Regions from separate parts of the Oryctolagus cuniculus genome. Here region 1 is linked to region 2. A link is a contact called in public Hi-C data. All regions are on one chromosome and are shown on one strand. Each heading gives the region's core, a stretch centred on a gene start, on an enhancer-like site or on the middle of the called end of the contact. The rest is flanking DNA. Distances are from core to core; before and after follow the strand shown. Region 1 overlaps SSPOP (SCO-spondin). Region 2 holds the start of ZNF862 (zinc finger protein 862).

The links. Hi-C and Micro-C count contacts between places; a contact is called where the count stands out from the background.
Region 1: a contact with region 2 is called in a Hi-C map of psoas muscle, with 4 times the contacts expected there. The contact joins the enhancer-like site here to the promoter of ZNF862 in region 2. A contact is called at or near these places in 2 of 6 Hi-C or Micro-C datasets (ear pinna and psoas muscle).

What each region holds. Positions count from the first base shown.
Region 1 is chr7:23,779,018-23,782,682 of mOryCun1.1, reverse strand. It overlaps SSPOP (SCO-spondin), which reads left to right. Exons shown (of 102, transcript XM_070076852.1): 54 at 1-132; 55 at 438-602; 56 at 1,149-1,422; 57 at 2,476-2,522; 58 at 2,685-2,855; 59 at 3,244-3,375; 60 at 3,548-3,665. Among named protein-coding and RNA genes, the nearest start is that of SSPOP, 28 kb to the left of the region's middle. Within about 2 kb of position 1,287, at least 2 of the 8 cell types and tissues checked have an H3K27ac peak or open chromatin away from gene starts, as enhancers often do.
Region 2 is chr7:23,746,483-23,749,648 of mOryCun1.1, reverse strand. ZNF862 (zinc finger protein 862) reads left to right here and starts at 1,739. Exons shown (of 9, transcript XR_515406.4): 1 at 1,739-1,982.

The DNA of each region.
Region 1 (3,665 bases), core at 38-2,537, 33 kb before region 2:
CTCAAAGTTGCCTTGTCCCTGGAGGGGGCCCAGGCTGGCGCCGCCGTGCCCGGCTGTGCCCCGGCTCTGGAGCCATACCCTGCCCTGGAGAGTCCACCCAGGAGGAGCCCTGCAGCCCCCCTGTGTGCCCAGGTAAACCCCTCCCATCCCTGGAGTGACCTACATGCTGGGATGCAATGAGGAGCCAGGAAGAAGGACGCCTTGAGCAGCTTCTGGACTCCTAGGGAGGGGAGGCCACAGAGGGGGCAGAGCAGGCCACTGTCCTGCGGCCTCTGCCCCAGGAAGCAGGTGTGGGATTAGCAGTGTGGGCCTGGGACTGTCCTGGGGCCAGGGGCCGGGGGTGGATCCTGGTGGGGGCTGCCCACCCCATAGCTCTGAACCTTCCTGCACGCCTTACCTGCTGTTACTGTGACCACGGACTCCATTCCTCCTGGCAGTGCCGGCCGGCTGGGGTCTGTGGACTCCCTGGTCAGCTTGTTCAGCCCCCTGTGATGGAGGTTTCCAGACACGGGGACGGAACTGCTCTGGCTCAGCTCCTGGGGACACAGCCTGCCAGGGGCCCCACAGTCAGACCAGGGATTGCAACACACAGCCCTGCACAGGTACCAGACTCCCGCCCCATTCTCCACCTGCTCCTGGGGACCTCAACCTTTCCCCCACACACACCTGGGCACATGGCTGACCTCTGCCTTCAGGACAGGCCATGGCTCAAGCTGAGAGAGACTTGTGAGGTCTCCTGTGTCTCCTTCAGAGCCCTACATACACACACACGACTGGGGACCAGGCCCCGGCCGTGGCAGACACCTCACCTCTCCAGGGAGCAGCCTCCGTCCCACACCTGGGACCCAGAGGGCTGGCTCCTTCCCGCCTTTGAGCAGAGCCCACTCGTGGCCAGAATCACAATGCACAAAGCAGTCCTGGCAAGGCCTGGTCCCCTACCCACTCTTCCTAGCCCAGAGAAGGGGTGTCCTCCAGTTATGCCCTCACGCGTGCCTCTGCGGGTGCCATTCCAGACACTGGAGCAAGCCTGCAGTGGGACCTGGAGGGGCTTCCTCCACCTCGGTCCTGGGCAGCAGGCCCCTGGTAGCCAGCTGCCTGCAGGCTTGCTGCCCCTCGCTCTCCCTTCTCTTCCTCCCACCCCTGCCCAGATCTGCTGATCTCCCATCCAGCCCAGTGCCCAGGGGACATGGTGTTCCGCTCGGAGGAGCAGTGTCAGCAAGAGGGCGGCCCATGCACTCGGCTGTGCCTGGCACAGAGCCCCGGGGTGGAGTGCATGGGATCCTGTGTCCCTGGCTGCGCCTGCCCCCCTGGCCTCTTCTTGCACAATGCTAGCTGCCTGCCTCGCGGCCAGTGCCCCTGCCAGCTGCACGGGCAGCTCTACACACCGGGAGCAGTGGCCCGCCTGGACCCCTGCAACAACTGGTACGTCCCCAGTGCTCGGGCTAGCGGGTGGGGGAGGGGCTGCATGGCCCTGGAGGTGGGCAGGTGTGATGGCCTCTCTCTCACATACATCACACACACACACACACACACATACACATCACACCCCTGTCCCCTAAGCACATCAGCAGTCCTAGGTGCCATGCACGGGCCCTGGGAATGCTGAAGGAATGAGACACGACCGCCTCAGTGACTTGTGGGAGATGGTCTCAGGGAGCTGGAGTGACATGATGGAACTAGAGACTTGGGGGAGGGGCTTCTAGCTTCGCCCAGTTTCCTCTGCTTCTTTCCTGAATATCATGGCCTGCCTGGGCTGAGCTGGATTTCAACTCACAGAGGTTGCTCAAAGCTGATGCCAGGATCTTCCAGCAGAGGGTGCTCTAACCCTCTGCCCTCATTTTCTTCCTTTTTGTTTCATTTTGTTGTCTTAATTTTTCATTTTCTTCTTCCCTTTTTCTTTCTATCCCCTGGCTACTTCCTCAATTTCCTCCTTTATATTAATATTCTCTCTCTCTCTCTCCCTCTTTCTCTCTCTCTCTCTCTCTCTCTCTCTCCTCCCTCTTTCTTAGGTTCTTTATCTGGAACCTCCTGTATCTGTCAAACAAGCTTTAGAGCAAGTGTTGGAGAACACTTACTGGGAAGGAAGGCATCCCGTTCTCCCTCCTAGGAGAATGCTAGCGCCTTCTAAGTCGCTGCCCCTGGTCCTGTCACTCCAGGTCGTTTCCACGTGGTGTGTTTAGTGGTTTCAAGTGGAATAAAAAGCATAGAGAGGTGACTCCTGATAAAACCAGGGACTGAAGGATCCAGTCAGTGGTACTCCGGGGTGGGGGTGTGGGTCTCCTGGTGAACTCTGCATGGGACACAGGGCAACTTGTCTCACTCCCCAGATCTGGGCTTTCCATTCTGTGCAGCGGCCTGCCCTGCCCCCAGCCCCCAGCTGTTTCCCCCTGGGGACAGATACACAGGGGTCTAAGGGCAGAGATGTCTGTGGCCAGGGTGGGCCGGGTTGGGCCTCACTGGCCACTCTCTCTGCAGTACCTGTATCTCTGGCAAGATGATATGCACCTCGGAGCTCTGCCCAGGTACCTCCTCAGTGGTGGGTCCTCAGGGGTCGTCGGGGATTTGGGTCCCTTCCAAGATGAAACGTGGGGAGTGTTGGTGGTGCCCCAGGGACATCAGGGTCCTGTGGGCTTGGCCTGGATTCACACACTGCCCTCCACCCCTCCACACACACACCCTGGCAGTGGACTGTGGCTGGAGTCCCTGGACCCCATGGAGTCTCTGTAGCCGCAGCTGCAACGTGGGCATTCGGCGCCGCTTCCGGGCGGGCACTGCACCCCCAGCAGCCTTTGGAGGTGCTGAGTGCCAGGGCCCCAACATGGAGGCTGAATTCTGTAGCCTGCAGCCATGCCGAGGTGAGAGCAGGGACCCAGGTCCTGAGACCTCCCCCTGAAAGACCCTTTCAGAGAGAACCCAGGAATGCTCCCATCGTCCACACCCCAGCACCCCAATGTGCATGGGACTTCCCTAGGAGACATCACTGAAAGACAGTCCCCAGAGAGCCCTGGGCATCCATTCCCCATAGATCCTCCCTAGAGGACCCCCAAATCCTTGCCTGAGCCCAGACCAGTTCTAGGCCCAATCCTGGAGCCCCCTGCCCTGCGTCTGAGGTGTGAGATCTCCTGAGGGGGGATGTGAGGGGAGAGGTGAAGCAAGCAGGGGTGCCCAGGGTGTCTAGGCGGGATGAGAAGGTGTCCTGGGTGCAGCAGGCATGGCCTGCAGTGACCTGAGTACCACCTCCAGGTCCCAGTGGGGAGTGGGGCCCTTGGACCTCGTGCTCCGTGCCCTGTGGAGGTGGCTACAGGAACCGCACCCAAGGCAGTGGCCCGCACAGCCCTATGGAGTTCTCTACCTGTGGCCTGCAGCCCTGTGCCGGTGAGGGCCGCCCTGAGGACCCTCCAGGTCTTGTCCCCACCAACCCAAGGTGCAGTCAGCCACCTCACCACAGCCATTGTGCAGCCAAACCCAGGGCTGATGCCTCCAGCAGTTTGGGAGCACAGGGGAGAACTGTGGGCCAGGACAAGGGTGTCAATTTCCATGTCCCCAGGGCCAATGCCGGGCATGTGTCCCGGGGACAAGCGGTGGCTGGACTGTGCCCAGGGCCCTGCCTCCTGTGCAGAGCTCAGTGCCCCCAGAGGCACCAACCAGACCTGCCACCCCGGCTG
Region 2 (3,166 bases), core at 490-2,989:
TCCTTTATTTTTATTTAAAACTTTGAGTTGTGACTAAAGATAAATATCCATGGAAGTGCACAAAACATAAGCATACCATTTCGGGAATAATTGTAAAACAATCATCCAGGTAACCACCATCAGGCTTAGGAGTAGAACACCTCTCAACCCAGAAGCTTCCCATATGTCTCTTCCTAACAATACCCTAAAGTTAATTTTATCGAGTCCTTCATAGTAATCACTTCCTCATTTTCTATAGCTTTTACATCTATGTGTGCAGTCAGCCCCCTATATTCATGGGTGGAATCCATAAATTTCAACTAATTGCAGATCAAAAATATTTGAAAAAAAAAAAGTCCCAAAGGCAAAACTTGAATTTGCTGCATGCCAACTACTACACTGAATCCACATGAATGAAGTGAGGTGTATACATTGATGATAAATAATCCAGAGATTCTTTGAAGAGTACAGGAGGATTGCAGATATTCTGCCATTCTACATAAAGGACCTCAGAATTTAATTTCTGAGAGTGTTCCTGGAGCCACGCTTCACCAAATCTAGAGGTATGGCTATATCTTTTTTTTTTTTTTTTTCATTTTTATTTGACAGGTAGAGTTATAGACAGTGAGAGAGAGACAGAGAGAAAGGTCTTCCTTCCGTTGGCTGGTGCTGCTCCTATCCGAAGCCAGGAGCCGGGTGCTTCCTCCTGGTCTCCCATGCGGGTGCAGGGCCCAAGGACCTGGGCCATCCTCCACTGTACTCCAGGGCCACAGCAGAGAGCTGGACTGGAAGAGGAGCGGCCAGGACAGAATCCAGCGCCCCGATTAGGACTAGAACCTGGTGTGCCGGCGCCACAGGCCGAAGAATAGCCAAGTGAGCCAGGGCGCTGGCCAAGGTATGGTTATATCTACTGGGAGAGCCAGAGGGAGTGATAAACAAGACTGCATGTATCTGGTCTGTGTGATAGTTACATGGTAAGACTGCTATGTAAGATACATTGAGTTACACACTTACTCTTGGTTATTTGTGCTATTATTATAGATGTTACATATATGCACAATACAAATTAAGTGTATTGTCACAACTATTTTATATAATTTTTGTCTTTTAAAGAAGATGAGAGAAGAGAACAAGTGTATTTATGGAGTTTGATCTATAACAAAATACCTGAGATAATAAAGATTTTGGACTAGCAACCCATATCCTCTCACCATCTCTCTCTCTCTAAGGTGACAAAATGTGTTTTAATTGTGTCTGGTGCTTACCGCTTTAATTGCATTCATGTCTTTATTTTGCAATTATCTGTTTCTAGCTGTTTCCTCAATAGACTGTAAGTTCCTGGAAGGCAAAGGCTTTGTTTCATTCTACTGTGTACCCTGAAACCTAGCACAGTAGCTGGTACGGGGTAGGCAATCAGTCATGCTTTTTGACCGAATGCAAGAGAAAGTATTGCCCTCTTTGATTAAGCAAAACCTGGCACCTTCAAGGTTGACATTGGCCCCAGGAATGTTAAGGGGGCAGAATCTCAGCCCAGTCAGCTTTGTCCTTTGTGGAGGGTCTAGAGTGTGCCTGAGGGAACGCTGCCTAGTAACCATTTCCACAGGGAGGAGGGAAGGGCAGGAAGTGATCTATTCGGCGTCCAATCAGCACCCCGCATGCCAGGAGCCAACAGCAACTTGGCGAGCCACTTGCAGAGGCCGGACTACGCTTCCCGTGATGCCCCGCTGCCTCGAGCCCGCCGGCTGCCGTAAAGCTGTTCGCTTGCCACGACGCTGGTCCCAACTCAGCAATTCTTCCCCGCTCCGCGAGCGCCACCTCCCCCCGACGTGGGAGAGCGAAGTTCCCGCCCGGGCTGCGCTGGCTCCGGGTGTCCCGGTCCTCAAAGCGGTCTCCGCGGCTGCCTCCTCTAGCCCGGCTGTGGGGGGAGGGGGCGGCCAGGAGGCAGTGGCGGGGTCAGCACGGGCCAGGAAAGCGGGGCCATGGAGCGCAGGGAGTCGGGGAAGGTAGGATTGGAAGGGCCCCGAGGTCGCCCACTCCCCTTTCGTGGATCCCTTCTCTGGGCTGTGGCGGGGCGGGAGCGGGACAGCGGAATCCCCACAGATGAGCCAGGCTTGCAGGGAAGGACTCGCCCGCCCGCTCGCTTTGTTCCCGCTGCACTTTGGCGGCCGCCTGGTGCAGCGGGAGCAGATGCACCCGCCCCGGGTCTCGCGCATCCTCTCGGCTCCTCTCCTCGGCGGCCAACCCTGAAGCCCTCTTCGCAGAGCGGAGGCTTTGTGAAGCGGGGCTGGGCGACCCGCTAAGCGTGATGATGGGGAAGTGCCTTTCATTTCCATTCACTACGGTGGCAGTTTGAGGAGGCCCAGCTAGTTGGAAGGCCTTGAGGCTGGATTGGACGTCCGTGTGAGCCAAAAAGGGTGGGAATGGAGAGGCGGGGTGAGGGGCTTGGCCCGGCCTAGATCCTCCGTCCCAAAAAGGGCTGAAAAGAAAGAGGGCATCTGGCGTAGTTCTGGCTCTTTCGTGTGCCTAGGTTGTCTAATTCGTGGAGTAAAACAGCCTTGCCTTAAAGCGTACGCTCCATAAATTTGCTTCAGGCGTCGGGCCAGATGCCTATGGGTTGGAAGAAAAGGTGGGAAGCCAGTTGAGAGTTCGGTGGGTTTGAAGGGTTGCCAGAGCTCCAGGCAGTGTCAGCAAAAGCCAGCGGGGTTGTGTGCACGATGACTTGGCGACGTGGCAGCCTCTCTGGGACGGATCTTTTTAGAAGTTCTTTGCTGACAGTTCTTAAGGGTTGTTTGTTTTTTGACACAGAGGTAATTCTCTTAACAATTGTCTTCGGTTGCTTATTGAATAAACATTTGTGCTTGGTGATTTGCATTGATTGATGCTGGAAGAACAAGGATAAACAGGAAATGACCGCTTTTCTCAAGGAGCATTTCTGGGATGGGGGGGGGGGGTCCCATACACAAAAGATAAGGATAAGGAATTTATTTTGATGCTGTAGTTTCTCTTCTCCTGGGAAGCACTCTTAATTATAAATGAAGTTACTCATTGCGTCTGTGTCTCTTTCACTCTCGCCTCCACAAGCTACAGTGATGCATTTTCCAGACACTACAGCCCACAGAATACGTGGTCTGTAATGATAAAGCTCAACAGTAGAAAGAAAGATCGGAGATGAATTATGTGCCTGCTT